Linked DNA regions of Sus scrofa: region 2 is linked to region 1. Evidence: chromatin contacts called from public promoter capture Hi-C data. All regions are on one chromosome and are shown on one strand. The core of a region is the stretch at or near the end of the contact, and the rest is flanking DNA. Distances in the headings are between cores, read along the strand shown. Region 1 holds the start of ATP5G2 (ATP synthase F(0) complex subunit C2, mitochondrial). Region 2 holds the start of HNRNPA1 (heterogeneous nuclear ribonucleoprotein A1).

The links. Promoter capture Hi-C pulls out the DNA fragments that hold promoters and counts their contacts.
Region 2: a contact with region 1 is called in a promoter capture Hi-C map of liver, with 2.8 times the contacts expected there. The contact joins the promoter of HNRNPA1 here to the promoter of ATP5G2 in region 1. A contact is called at or near these places in 1 of 5 promoter capture datasets (liver) and 1 of 2 datasets of contacts at active chromatin or transcription factors (alveolar macrophages).

What each region holds. Positions count from the first base shown.
Region 1 is chr5:18,876,502-18,883,703 of Sscrofa11.1, reverse strand. It overlaps ATP5G2 (ATP synthase F(0) complex subunit C2, mitochondrial), which reads left to right and starts at 3,771. Exons shown (of 5, transcript XM_021091719.1): 1 at 3,771-7,202.
Region 2 is chr5:19,480,856-19,488,057 of Sscrofa11.1, reverse strand. HNRNPA1 (heterogeneous nuclear ribonucleoprotein A1) reads right to left here and starts at 2,881. Exons shown (of 9, transcript NM_001077218.1): 1 at 2,867-2,881; 2 at 2,205-2,321; 3 at 1,765-1,911; 4 at 1,424-1,634; 5 at 1,240-1,332; 6 at 1,062-1,154; 7 at 878-952. The coding sequence starts at 2,881. CBX5 (chromobox protein homolog 5) reads left to right here and starts at 3,531. Exons shown (of 5, transcript XM_021091740.1): 1 at 3,531-3,685.

The DNA of each region.
Region 1 (7,202 bases), core at 2,522-5,021:
ATCCGAGCCAAATCTGCAACTTACCCCCACAGATTGCAGCAACACCGGAGCTTTAACCCACTGAGTGCGGCCAGGGAATCAAAGCCCCATCCTCACAACACTATGTTGGGTTCCTAACCCGCTGAGCCACAATGGGAACTCCTGCGCTTCCTTTTTTATTCCCATTCACAATATGTAGTGTAACACATCACACATAGTAGATGCTCAGTTAATATTAGCCAATTACTTGAAGTTGCAAGAGACAAGGGCCATCCAGGAAGAATAGATTTATGCCATTTATATTTAAACTGAAAGAGAATTTAATCATCATCCAGCATTTTCCTACCATTTGCAGTCGAGAAAACCGAAGTCGAGAGAGGTCAAGTGATTTACTCACTCAAAGTCACATAATTAATTAGTAATAGGTCCCAAAGCTAGATTCAGATCTCTAACTTGCTGAACTTAGCTCTTCACAATATATCACAAGGACTTTTATTTTCTTTTTTGTCTGTGTGTTCCTTGGCTTGGGAGCCAAGAAATGGCAGGGACCAAATCTGTTCATACTGTTTCTGGGTAAATATGTAGGGCATGTACAAATTTGTCTTACAAAATCAAAGGAACTTGGGTTCTTCCCAGCAAAAACTTTGTTTGACCATCCTTCTGTCACCCACCCTCCCGCTGATCCCTCTCTTGGAATCCTGGATTCTAATGACCCTTTTCCTTCTTCCATCTACTGTTTTCTTTCTCCAGGAGGAGGGAGGTTTACTGATGGCTCACAGTCCTGCTGTCCTGGGAACTGATTTAGCAAGAGAATGTAGACAGTCCTTCAGTCAGGGGAGTTGCCTGGTGGACTAGTGGTTAGGACTTGGCACTTTCATAGCTATGGCCTGGGTTCAATCCCTAATCAGGGAACTGAGATCCCACATCAAGCTGCTGCATGCTGTGGTCCAAAAAAAGTAGAAAGAAAGAAAAGAACATCCCTCAGTCAGTGCTCACCAGCCCCAGAAGCTTGAATTTAACAATCATAAATAAACAAGTTCTCGTGGTGGCACAGTGGAAAGGAATCTGCCTAGGAACCATGAGGTCGCAGGTTCGATCCCTGGCCTTGCTCAGTGGTTTAAGGATCTGGCATTGCGGTGAGCTGTGGTGTAGGTCATAGACATGGCTCAGATCCTTCGTTGCTGTGGCTGTTTTGTAGGCCGGCAGCTGTAGCTCTGATTGGACCCCTAGCCTGGGAACCTCCACAGGCCTTGAGTGTGGCCCTAAAAAGCAAAAAAAAGCAAAACACACACACAGACACACACAAATCATAAATAAATAGAGGAGCACAAGACCCAAGAATAGTCCTTATCGGTAGTACAAAAATACCAGTTCAACTATACACACTGCCTGTTTATCAGAAAGAAAGAGAATCCTAGCAAGTTAATAATGAACTTAGGGATCACCTACTTCTGATTTTTCCAAATGAAGTCACTGAAGCTTTGAGAGATGTAGGAGCCTGCATTACTTGGCTAGTTACTAGCAGGGCTGGGACCAGATTCCCAGTCTCCTGCCTCCAAGACAGCTGTTCTTTCCATGCCCCACGCTGCCAACATGTGCATCTAGCAAAATGCATCATAAAGTAGCCTCATCTTAAGCCACTGGGAATGAAAAACAAATTATTCGAACCCTTCCTCTTCTCTCTGGCACTTTTTTTTCCCCTTTGTATTTCTGTGTCACAGTTTCTCTCGCTCTCTCTTTTTATCACTCTTCTGTTTCCCTCTTTAATCCCTCTCTGTGTTTGGGTTTCAAATTGAACGGTGGTACGCCTGCAGAATTCTCTTGACTTTTCTTCCTAAGCAATTGTGTTTCCAGTCCAAAGGCAAACATGCATAAAGCCCATCAAGACTCTGTCTTGGTGACCTTTGTGGAAAAGAACTCTCAGAATTTCTATATGAGAGGTGTTGGACCTCCCTCCTAGCCTATCCAGTCAATTAAAATGAGTCTCTAGCCCCTCGGAGGATTGTTAACCAATCCTAAGAAAGAAAAGATCAATCTCATTTTTTCGTCACCACCGTGCAGGGAGACTGCTACCCAGTCAGAATCCGCCACTCACAGTCATTAGAAGAACTGGCCAATCAGGCCAACCTTGCTACATGGTCTGGTAGGAAAAAAAAGGAAGTGATTGGAAAATATAGTTCTGGCTCCACACCCTTTCCTTCCTGGAGCCGTTTTCCATTAGTGAAGTAAAGAACAGACCCTTGCCCAAGCTCTTGGTTAAGAAGAGACCCTTAGATAATGTCCTCTTGGATCATCATATTCTGCTATCTTTAAATTCTCCCCTCCGCACAGACCTCAACTACATTTTGCAGTCTCACCCCTATCGATTTAACCTCTGGCTTCAGACCTGATAACAATAGCCCCCAGGATTCTTAGCCCTCCCCACAGATCTCCACCCACTAACCTGTTAAATAACTTATGTGTGATTTATGTAGGTGAAAAAATTCAGTAAGTGATAGTTGAGTCTCTCAGGAGATACCATTGCAAGGAGCTTGCAATAAAGTCTCTAGGGAGCAGAGCAGAACTGAGTTGCAATCCTCCCAAATATATTACTACTACTACTAACACCAAAATAACCATTATTATTACTATTACTAGCACTTATTTAAGCTCTTACTGAGTTCCAAGCACCTTGCTAAAAGTTTCACTTTTTTTTTTTTTGCCTTTTAGGGCAGCACGTGCAGCATAAGGAAGTTACCAGACTAGGGGTCAAATGGGAGTGCAGCTGCTGGCCACAGCCACAGCCACAGCCATGCATGATCCCAGCCAGTCTGCCACCTACACCGAAGCTCACTGCAATGCGGGATCCTGAACCTACTAAGCGAGGCCAGGGATCGAACCCACAGCCTCTTGGATACAAGTCAGGTTCTTTACTGCTGAGCCACAATGGGTACTCCCAGGCTTCACATATATTATTCTACTATTTGCTGCCCAGTAAGCACTATTATTATTCCCAGTTACATAAAGGAAAATCGATATAGTGGGGTTAAACCCATTGCCTGAGGTCACACAGATTTGGGAACCCAAATGTGTGGATCTAGAGCCCAGCATTGAATGGGGGTAATAGAGAATTCAACATTGCAGACTATGACAACTTATCCAAGGAGCCAGCTTTAGCTCCCTCAAGGGTGCCTTCTCCAATCCAACTTTGGGATAGTTAGAGATATCCGAGAAGGATCTACATTGTCTCAACAAACAGCTGCACCAACCGGTTAGTCGTGGAGTCTCAAGAACTGTAGACTTTTTGTCTCCGAGGTTGCGTGGCGCGGTGGGGGTGTCTGGGGACTTCAGAGGATATCCTTGCCTACCTGTCTTTCTTTTCTCCTCTAAGCATCTTACACTGTAGCCTGGCACCTCTTGGTACTTGGTAAATACCTGTTGCTATTTTCGTAAGGATCCCAGCTCCATTCCTCACCTCCCCCCGCCTCCATCCCCACCCCAAGTGAACACCTAGAACTGAAGGGCGATCTGGGCATTTCGGGGGAACCTGTGAGAATCCTCATCGAGCTGGGATCGTGGATTTGGGAAAGGCGGGAAATCGCCCACCCTCCTCTCCTCGCCCGCTTCTCCGATTTCTCTCCACTCCTTCCCCTCCCTTTCAGGAGCTCAGGGCCATAAAAATGCAGATGGAGGATCGGTGTGAAATAACGGGCCCATATAAATCCCTCTGCCGCCCGCCTGCAAGATGGATTGGCCGCATTGAAATTCCTCCGCGAGGATAATTAAACTCGGGGCCTCATCCGGGCAAAATTACATTCCTGTAATGGCGTCGCTCGGGGTCCCGGGAAATTGCTCCGTGGGCTTTCAGCGGCGGTTTTTATCGCCGGCCGGGGTGTGCCTGGCTGCGGCTCGCCTCTCCTCCGGGACCGTAAAGCTGCTGCCGTGATTTATCCTCCCCTTCTCCCAAATCCGATTAAATGGAGGAGCTCGGGGCCGGGGCGCCGCGGGGCCCGGGAGCCGGGAGGGGGCGGCGGGAAGGACGGGGCCAAGGAGGGGAGGACAAACGGCCCCTCAGAGGGTGGCGGATTTGGCTTTATTTACAGCCGCGGCTTTCTTTTTATTTTTTATTTTTTATGGGGGTTTGGTGAGCTTTCCCCGTCTTTCTCGTGCTGCGTTCAAGCACGATGTCTGGACGGCCGGGGTTGGGCATGGGGGGAAATGGGTAGGCCTTGCTGATCTCCCCCCAAAGGGGCCGGTCAGACCCTGTCGGGGAGACAGGAAAACCCAGAAGAGGTGAGGGCCGGGAAGCCCATACTTCCTACCATCGGGGAAAGGACAAGCGAAAGGGCACGAGGGAGAAGCCGAAAGGCTTTCTTGAGAGCACCTCCTGGGGGCACTGCTTATCTCATCTCGCGTAGATGAAGCCTGGGCAGAGGCACAGCCATGCCTGGGGTGACCCTTGCAATCTCACTGCAGGTCACTGGTGCCCGTTACTCTTTGACTGTTGCAGGACTCAGGAAAGAAGGTTTAAGATCAGGGCGCTTGAGTCCTAATCACCTTTAGCCCCTATTTTCTGGTTCGCAGATGCTGGCTTTCTAATAGCTGATCACTGAAAAAAGAAAGAGGGAAATAAAGGCGAAGCCACTAGAAGCAGCTGGAACATTTTGTGGACTCCTTGCCCCTTGAACGGGTTTTCCATCCATAAAGCCAGGGTCCCAACGACCGAAGGCAGGAATCCTGTGACTTTATTTTCTTCCTGCCACATTTTAGACACTGAACCTCGGTCTCCATTGTGTGCTATTTAATACTGACATTCTGGGTAGGTTTTTTTTGGGGGGGTTGGTTTTTTGCAATGTAACTGCGCATGCTCAGAAAGGGGAAGCCAGTCCAAGATCCCTAACGCCGTGCAGAACAAACCGCAGGCCACGTTGCGGATCCGCTTACAGCTGCCCTCATTTCTGCACTCGCTGGTCTCCGCATGCAGTTTCTCCTTTCAAACGCCAGGTGGAGTGGTTGGCCGGATGCCTCAACAGAGCTGGCAGGCGGCGCTGTGGCACCTGGGCCGACCCTCAACGTTGCTATCACTCTATCCTTGGTGGAGCGACTCGTTAGTCCAGGCCGCACATGCGCCGAGGCTTCCTTTCGCTATCCCCGCCCCCTCCCCGCCCCTCTCTGTCTTCTCTGCCCTGGGAGCAGGTAAGGCCTTGGGCCCTCGTTCCCGCGTTGCGCCGCGCACGCGCGTGGGCTTCCCCCCCTTGCGCGGATGCTCTGAGGCCCTTACCCTTGCATGCTCCCGCCCCGGCCCTCATGCCCTCCCTTGCCGCCGGTATCCCCGCGCCTTGGGACGGCCCCTTCCGCGTGCCGGTGACCTCCAACCGCGCGGGCCTGGCGCCATCTTGGACGTCTCGTGGCTGGGGCGGGGGGAGGGCGCCTCTTCGGAGCTGGCGAAAGTCGGAGCCGCAGTGCGCCTTTCACCTGACCGGGCTCATCTTTTCAAACCCTCTTTTCTTTCCCTCGTGCCCTTTCAGAGCTGTCACAACGCCCGGACTCTCCTTATCTTTGCTTTTTTTCTTATCCTCAATCGTGCCTTCCTAATCCTGTAACCTCCAGATTTTGGTCCCCTGAACTCAGGTGCCGAGCAATGGAAATAGTGGCTCGGCTAGAGCCACCAGTCCTTTTAGTCAACACCCCTCAATTTAAAACGTAAGCTGTGGAAACGGTAGAAAGGAATAGAACAGCCAAGACATTCCCTCCCTTCAGGCTGTGTCCCGGGAGAGCTGTGGCAGGACAGAGAGCCTGGTTTCTTTGGCACCAGTGGTTATCTCCCAGTCCTGTTCTCGTCCTTCCACCGCGGTGAAGATGGGAAAAACATATGAGTCGTGGGCTAATAGGTTTTCCGTTAGAGGCAGCAGGCCCAAAATGGTGCGGTGGGGCCAGCATGGGATAGTATCCACCTGCCAGCTTTCCTGTCCAAGGGTTTACTCAGAGTCCCAAGATTCTGTCCTCAAGAGGAAAAAAAGATTGCGAGAAACGATTAAGTCACCTTCCCTGTAACCCCCTGTCTGATCGACACTGGGGAAGAAACCCATCGTGGTTTAGACCTCTGAATCTGGGTAGTGCCTTTGCCCAAAGTGTTACTGGTTAACAAGTGCAGACTTGGCTAAGGTTGGGTCGTCGGTAGCTGGATCTCTGGTTCATGCAACCTCCTTCAGCTCCACATCAAGCTCTTTTCAAATGTTATTCCAGTTAATTCCCCTAGGAACTACGTTTTTCAAATGATTATTAAGGTTTTGCTGCCTTGGGAAAAAACAGTCCTCCTTTATTTTTTTTAACTAATTATTTTTGGCTGCACATATGGAAGTTCCCAGGCCAAGGACTGAATCTGAGCCACAGCTGCAACCTACTCTGCAGTTGCAGCAGTGCCAGCTCCTTAACCCAGTGTGCCACAACAGGAACCCCCCCCTTTTTAAAGCTTTAAAGGAATTTTGGTTTTTTGACCCAAGAAAATCTGAATAGGAGTTCCCAATGTGACACAGCATGTTAAGGATCCAGTGTTGCTGCAGCTGTGGCTCAGATTCGATCCCTGGCCTGGGAACTTCCATGTGCCACAGGTGCAGCTAAAAAGAAAAAACAAAAGCAATAGACTGGCAGCAAGATTGGGTTAGAGTTACACAGAGGCAGAAATCAGGTTCTAGACCGGACAAGAGTTGAAGACATCTGTTAACCTAGAAGTAACTAAGATTCTGGATTCAGAAGCATAATTTCGGAAGATACTAGTCCCACTCATTTAGGAAGTGTCGTTTAACAGGCCTAAGTAATTGCTGAGTATTTCAACCTGTAGCATATAAGAAGGCATTAAGAGTGACAAGAGTTCAAGCCTTGGCTCTGTCACTGCCATGGTTTCAAGACTGGTCTTAGGACCATGCTCTCGGTATACCTAAGCTTGATTGAAATACAGGGCCTTTTGCCAAGAGATCTTGACCCAGAAGGTCTAAAGTGAGACCTAAGAATATGCATTTTGGTACATAACACCATCCCTACCTTCAGATAACTAGTTTATTTGGGGCTCCAACTTTACTTGGAAAAACCCTGCCTGTAGGTCTTTAATTCAGCCACTATTTCTTGGATGAGTTCATTTCTACCAGTTTAGGCACCTGTGTGGTGTCAGCATTGTTTTGGACCTTGGGAATATAAAACTGAATACCCCTTAGTGGGAAATGATTGTGAAAATAGTTTCACAGGCA
Region 2 (7,202 bases), core at 1,632-4,131, 610 kb before region 1:
ATTACATGATCTACCTGCCTTTCTCCCAAACTCTGGTTGTTTCAAAGTTTAATTACATATTTCATTCCTTCTGGGCAAGGCATTCAGTTGAATAATCCAGTAGCTAGAAATTTACCCCTGACTCACCATGGTAGAGCAAGTAGTATAGTCTCTAGCCTCGAAGGCTGTTGTTACCCATCCAGGGGCACCGCAAACACATGCTGGATACATCAACTAAGTGCCTAAATAAAAGCTAACCTAATCCCGATTAACTGTAGGCACCACTATCCCCCTTAATCTATTTGGGAGTGAGGCGGCCCCAGCTTAAAGCTAGGAGGAGGTAGCATTGCAAGCCCATTAAAAGAAAGTACCATGCAGTAAAACACATTATGCCTAGAGAGCATCAAGTTCCCATATGGCTAAGCTAGCTATTTGCACCAAGTACTTGGATCACTGGATACCTACCACTACCACCGCCAAAGCCGCCTCCGCCTCCTCCGTTGTTATAGCTGTCATAGCTGCCACTCCCGCCATAGCCACTGCCCTGGTTTCCATAACCCTGTCCACCACTTCCATAGCCTCTGCTTCCTCCAGAGTAACCAGGGCCGCCTCCTCCATAACCACCTACAAGAATACAATTCTTCTCAATAAGACACAAGTATTCAACATTCAAATTCTGTGCAAGCATGATGGCTAAAGGCCGGCTCACAACATGCTGTAAGAGTCAAACTTGAACTTATCATGCACTAAAGTTTTAGTATCTACTAGCCTATTCTAAAAGTAGTCAAACTTTTTACCTGTAGTTTCTTAAAAAACAAAAAAATCCAACAACAAAACGAACTAAAAAAACCCACACACGCACACACAAAATTTTAACAGTAAAAACAAAAAAACTTACCGTCATTACCAAATCCATTATAGCCATCCCCACTGCCACCATATCCACCACCACCACGACTGCCACCAAAGCCACCTGGAACAGAATTTAAAAGCCAGGTTTGAAGTATGTGGATCGCATACAAATCACACCCTTCTAAGCCTAAATTCTAAGAAGCGTTAAAATAATAAAAAACCATACATACCTCGACCACTAAAGTTTCCCCCACGACCAAAGTTGTCATTTCCACCAAAACCACCTCCACGACCACCACCAAAGTTTCCAGAACCACTTCGACCTGAAGAAAAAAATGTTAACGTTAAATTGTACCGGTTAAAATCATTCAAAATGATGCTTAAGGTTTAATTAAGCAACAAACTCACCTCTTTGGCTGGATGAAGCACTAGCCATCTCTTGCTTGGATAGGGCTTTCCTCACTTCACAGTTGTGGCCATTCACAGTGTGGTATTTCTGAACTGAAAAATTTGAAAGTAAGACACCATCTCAGAGTTTAGGACACAAATGGATTTCAGAACTCTTAGCGAATGCCAACCACCTGCTACTTACTGACAATCTTGTCTACGGAGTCATGGTCATCAAAAGTTACAAAAGCAAAACCTCTCTTTTTGCCACTGCCCCTGTCCGTCATGATTTCAATCACTTCGATTTTCCCATACTGTTCAAAATAATCTCTTAGGTGATGTTCTTCAGTGTCTTCTTTAATGCCACCAACAAAAATCTTTTTCACAGTTAAGTGGGCACCAGGTCTTTGAGAATCCTAAAGGGGGAGAAAATAGTAACAATCCTAAGACCATGTTAATACTAAGTCTGTTACATCCCCTTAATGTGAGTGAATCCTGCTAATCGAACATTTCCAGTCGATGAAACACAAGAAAAACATCACTTACTTCTCTTGAGACGGCCCTCTTTGGTTCCACAACTCTTCCATCCACCTTGTGCGGCCTTGCATTCATGGCTGCATCCACCTCCTCCACAGTGGCATACGTGACAAACCCGAAACCTCTGGAGCGCTTGGTGTTTGGGTCCCTCATTACCTTTAATGTTTATTTAGCACATGGTAAGACACCAGAAGTTACAGCCTTTTCTACCTTGACTAAGGCAATGGAAAACTTTCTACCAACCCTCTAAACGAAGCTCTTCAATGACCACCGCCCCCACCCCTTAAACCTAACAATTGGGAGCTTTTCAGCTATGAAGCCACACCTTCCTTTGTCAAGTAAGCTATAAAGTCAATAGGAATCTTCATAAGCATTCAAACAGCAACGACAGCGAGATAAGCCAAGAAAAACAACTAGCTCTAAGGCCTTTTGTCTCTTCCAAGTCTTACCACACAGTCTGTGAGCGTTCCCCATTGCTCAAAATGGCTCCTCAGACTCTCATCGGTTGTTTCAAAGCTCAAACCTCCGATGAAGAGCTTCCGCAGCTGTTCGGGCTCTTTGGGAGACTAGAAGTAGGGGCAAAAAAAGCGTTAAATAGGGCTATAACGCAAACAAGCTCCCCGCTACAAGAAGCAACACCAGGTAGCAACGTACGAAGCTTTTATTGTTCCCTCGGGTCGCTGTAAGCCACGTGCTTCTCCCCATCTGGGGAGGCGGTATGTTGGGGGCTGGGAAGCGGCGAGCGCATGCGCCCCTTACTCTCCCTACGACGCACGCGCAACAAAAGGACTGGGAGGGCGTGCATCGCCAAAATTGGACTACAGCTACTCTTTAAGAAAGTCGTCCACTAGGACAAGGATGAAAAACAGACCGAATGTGTCCACGAGCATTGCAAAAAAGAACGAGAGCAGCGTGATAACCAAGGATTGCACGACGACAGCCTCATGGCGACGAGGACAAAATGGCGACCTGAACTCAGGGAGGGGTAGGCCCCGGCAGCGACCGAAGAACTGCCGAAAAGGCTGGTGCAAGCAGCCAAACCAGACTGCACCCTACCAAACTCAGCAAGCGGCGAAGAAGAAAACGCAGATGAAAAAAGAGTCTCACTCACCTCTGACTTAGACATGACGGTAGTGGGGAGGAGGTTACAACGATGCTTACTCGGCGGCGTCCGGGGGCAGAAAGGAGTAATCTAACGAACGAGTCTGCCAGCCTACCTTCGGCCTCGCTTTTTTATCCCGCCTCCTCGCGTTCGGCATTGGTAGACTCCGCCCCTGAGTAGCTCTGATTGGATATTTGACATAGCTTTCCCCCACTATTGGTCTCTCGTATGCGTTGCTGTGTAACGTCATCCGTTTGGGCGTTCTACGCAGTCTCAACCCCTCCCGGTCCATTGGTTCCTAAGTAATATTATTCTTAACTAGACTGATTGGCTGGTCAACCAATGATTCATATTTGAATTATTTCGGGTATTGAGATAACTTTTTAATTAGCTATGTCCGGAATATTCAACGCCTGTGTCAAAGCATTTTTAATACTATGTATCAAAAAAGTAGCTAGCATGTGACAATTTGGCGGAACGGGGGCGGGGGCAAGATCGCCTGCTGAGCGCATGTGTAGTAAAATGGCGAGTTTACGCAGGCGCGCTAAGAAGTTCCGCCCGGAGCTTGCAACACGTGAAATGGCGGGCAGGAGACAGCGGCGAACCTAAGGCGCCTGCGTAGTGGCGGGAGTTGTGCCCCCTTTTGCGCAGGCGTAATGGGCGGGGAAAGGGTCGGGTCCCAGGATTGGTCGCGCAGGCGCAGGGAAGGATCCGTTTTGGCGGGCGGTTGGCGTTGCGCAGAAGGCGGCGGCGGCGGTGGCTTGTGGTCCGGCCGCACCACAGAGGAACAGGCGAGGCGTTAGCGTGAGTGATCGGTCTCGACCCCCGGTAAGTGGCGGACCATCTTGCCTACCCATACGAGGTCTTGAACTGACTCCAACTGGGCCCGTTATTGTGTGAAATGAATGGACCTCGGGGTGGGGGCTCGTGAAGGGGGAGCGGTGAGATCGGCCAACCAATGGAAGAACGGGGGCGGGATGTTTTATCCCCGTAGGTTCTGTGGAGCTTTGCAGCGGAAGAGTTTGACTGGCGAGTGTATAGGCCAATTGGGGCTGTCCTTAGCTGCCGACTCATCGGTCCTTGGGCCATCGGTATGTGGGAGGCGGGCTTTCTCCTCCTGAGCAGCATCTCACTGAGCCAATGAGCACGAAGCGCGCGGTAGGTTGGGCTCCTCCAAGAGGCCACGATTTGACTCCAATGGGGGATGCGGGAGTTGGGCGGTTAGGTGGATGGACCAAATCGGGAGCCAGTAGGCGAGCAGCCTCTGGAAAGCGCTCAGGCTGTTCGTCCAATCAGCGCTCCAAAAGAGGGAGGTCTTAGATTTGGGGATGCGAGGAAGGGGATTCAATGCCTGTGATGGCGCGTAGGGGCTATTTTATTCACAATGACTTTAACAAAACCTGTGGGCCTCCGTGCCACACTTCTCTGGTAGGAAAGCTGTTAAGTTTGGTCCTGTATTCCTCGGTTTTGGCTCTTTCCCCCCCACAACGGTATATCTCACCATCCAGCACTTTAGGTTTTGGAGGGGAACAAGGGATGTCAAAGACATGACTGGAAAACTCGCTTCTTTAGGAAGACTGCCTTGAAATGTTAGAACAAATAGAATTTATTTGTACTGTTGTGGAATAGCACCCAAGAAGAGTCTACAAAATAACAGTAATGCATATTTCCACAGACAAAGAAATATTTGTGAACCCATAGGAAATGTTTCGGAAAACTGCATAGCAAAATATGTTAACCTCTAGGGATACAGTGGGTTGGAGACACATCGCATCTCCAGTGTTTACATTTTTGCAGGGATAATAATTTGTAATTAAAAATAAATTTAAAAGCTCGTTGTTTTTGTGTTTTCAGTTATAGTCAAGTACTTCTCACCACCTCCTTACACCTCAAAAAGGTGCTGTTTTTCAGTTAAGAACTAAAGCGATTCTTGGTTTAAACAAACAAATTTTAAAAAGATAATTTTTTTTTTTGAGTACTGATAGTCATGATGTTAAGTGCTTTACAAGCATTGTCCAATTCCTTTATCTTAGGCTCTGCTCTGAGGAACTTTCTCCTCCATATATATATATCTCTTTACATTGTTACAGATCTTCTTAGGCCTTCTTTCTGCTGTTCCTTTAAGGATATCTGGATTTGGATAAAAAGGAAGTTGCTTAAGGAGGGTGATACTTAGGGTGCTGGAGACGGAACCCATCCATCACCTGGGTTATTTTTTGCCTTTTGATTATAGAATTTCAAAGTATTTCCTGTGCAGTCCATATCCTGTTAGTAATGCTTGTTCTACTCATTCCACTATGTTTTAGTAAACCATAGAAATTTTCATTACGTTTTGACTGTATGAGAGTCTATACTGCCCCTCCCCCTTTTTTGGCCGCACCTGTGGCATAAGGAAGTTCCTGGGCTGGGGATCTAACGTGCACCACAGCAGTGATCCAGGCTGCTGCAGTGGTGATTCTGGATCCTTAACCTACTGCCTCATAAGAGAATTCCTATACTCCTCTGTTATTAACTGCCTTATTTAGTATCAAGGGACAGTTGTTTAAATACTGTAGTAAGTTCAAATACACATGAAGAAGTTCTGTTATGATTAGAGATCTTTGTAACACTGTGCAAAAGGATGATTTTTAGCTGAGCTTATCCTGAACAGATTTTCATGTTTTCTGATACTTGAAATGGAAAATCTGTTTCATATTTGCGTATAAACTATAGGTATGCTAATAGTGTAGCTACTTGGTTTATAAGAACTGAAGTGATATAGATTAAGAATTTCTGTCCCTAATTTATTTAAATTTGAAAGGAATACAATCTTGATCTGTAGGGTTTCTCAGCTTCAGTGCTATTTACATTTTGAGCCTAGTAAGTGCATTTCACCTCCCCATACCCCCACTTGTGACAATCAAAGTTTTCCCAATTGTCCTGGGAGGGAGGGGTGCAAAATCTCCACTTGGAAACCATTTATCTGGGAGTTCCTTTCACGGATCAGTGGTTAACGGGCCCAACTAGGATCCATGAGGATGCAGGTTCGATCCCTGGCTTCGAGCAGTGGGTTAGGGATCCAGTGTTGCAGTGAACTGTGGTGTAGGTTGAAGATTCTGCCTGAGTCCCATGTTGCTGTGGCTTTGGCATGGGCCAGAGGCTGTAGCTCTGATTCGTCCCCTAGTCTGGGAACTTCCATATGCCATGGGTGCAGCCCTAAAAAAAGGACAAAAGACCACAAGTAAATAAATAAATGAAAATAAAAAATGAGACATCGTAGAGTTGATTATCTTGTCAAAATATTTTGTTTTTTGCCAATTGGAAATCAGAGGGAGAAGATGAATGTTTAGGAAGTGTCCTTGGTAAAGTGGATCACTGAGTCCTTATGATTATCTGTTCAGATAGAGCATGATCATTGTTTCATTGGGTAAAAGAAAACTTTCATTAAGATTTTTACCATTTCTTGCAGTTTAAACATTGATTGCATCTTATGTTTGGCTTCCTGAAATAATAGCAAATGTGTTTTTGAAGAATGTAGACTTTGCTTCAGATGTTTCTTGTATTCTTATCTGATTTATTTCTCTTTCCTTTACTAGCATTCTTTTGGATCAGTATCTCAAACTTTTTTGACCTTGACCCAGAGTAAGAAATACATTTTACACTGACCCTGTAGGCACGTTGAAAAAAGTTTCACTATGCAGATAAATGTTCAAAGCACTGACATTTTCTCTTCTGTAGTACACTGTATCATTTGGTTAAAAACACAAGTCGATTTCTGCTAAACTGATTTTTCAGCTATGTAGAGACACATGCGTTGGAGGAAAAAGAAATACTGATTTGGGAGTTCCCTTATGGTGCAGTAGGTTAAAGATCTGGCATTGTCACTGTAGAGACTCGGGTCACTACTGTGGTTCGGGTTCAGTCCCTGGCTCAGGAGCATGCTGTAGGTGTGGCCAAAAAAAAAAAAGAAAAGAAAAAGAAGGAATACTGATCTGAAGAATAGATAACCAAATCATCCCACCTTAGATTACTCTTGAGTAGATTGCTCTCATCTCCAGCTCCAGTTACTTGGGTCTATAAAGAAAATGATCAGCCACCCCTTATTTGATGTTTTTAATTTGAAACATTTCATGACTTCAACCTAGACTTTTTGGTGTACAAATAAAAATTGCATGTTTTATTGTGAATTCTTTTAGAGTGTCACAATTAGTAGGTCTGACAAACATTTCTCTCTGGTGGGGTAATTTTTCATTGAAATTCTGAGACTGTCACATTGAAAATCCCAAGTTTAGACTTGTATTTCTTGCCTTTGGAGTACCTGGTTTGGTTGTTAACTTGTTAACCACTCTGTTAACAATAAAAAGCA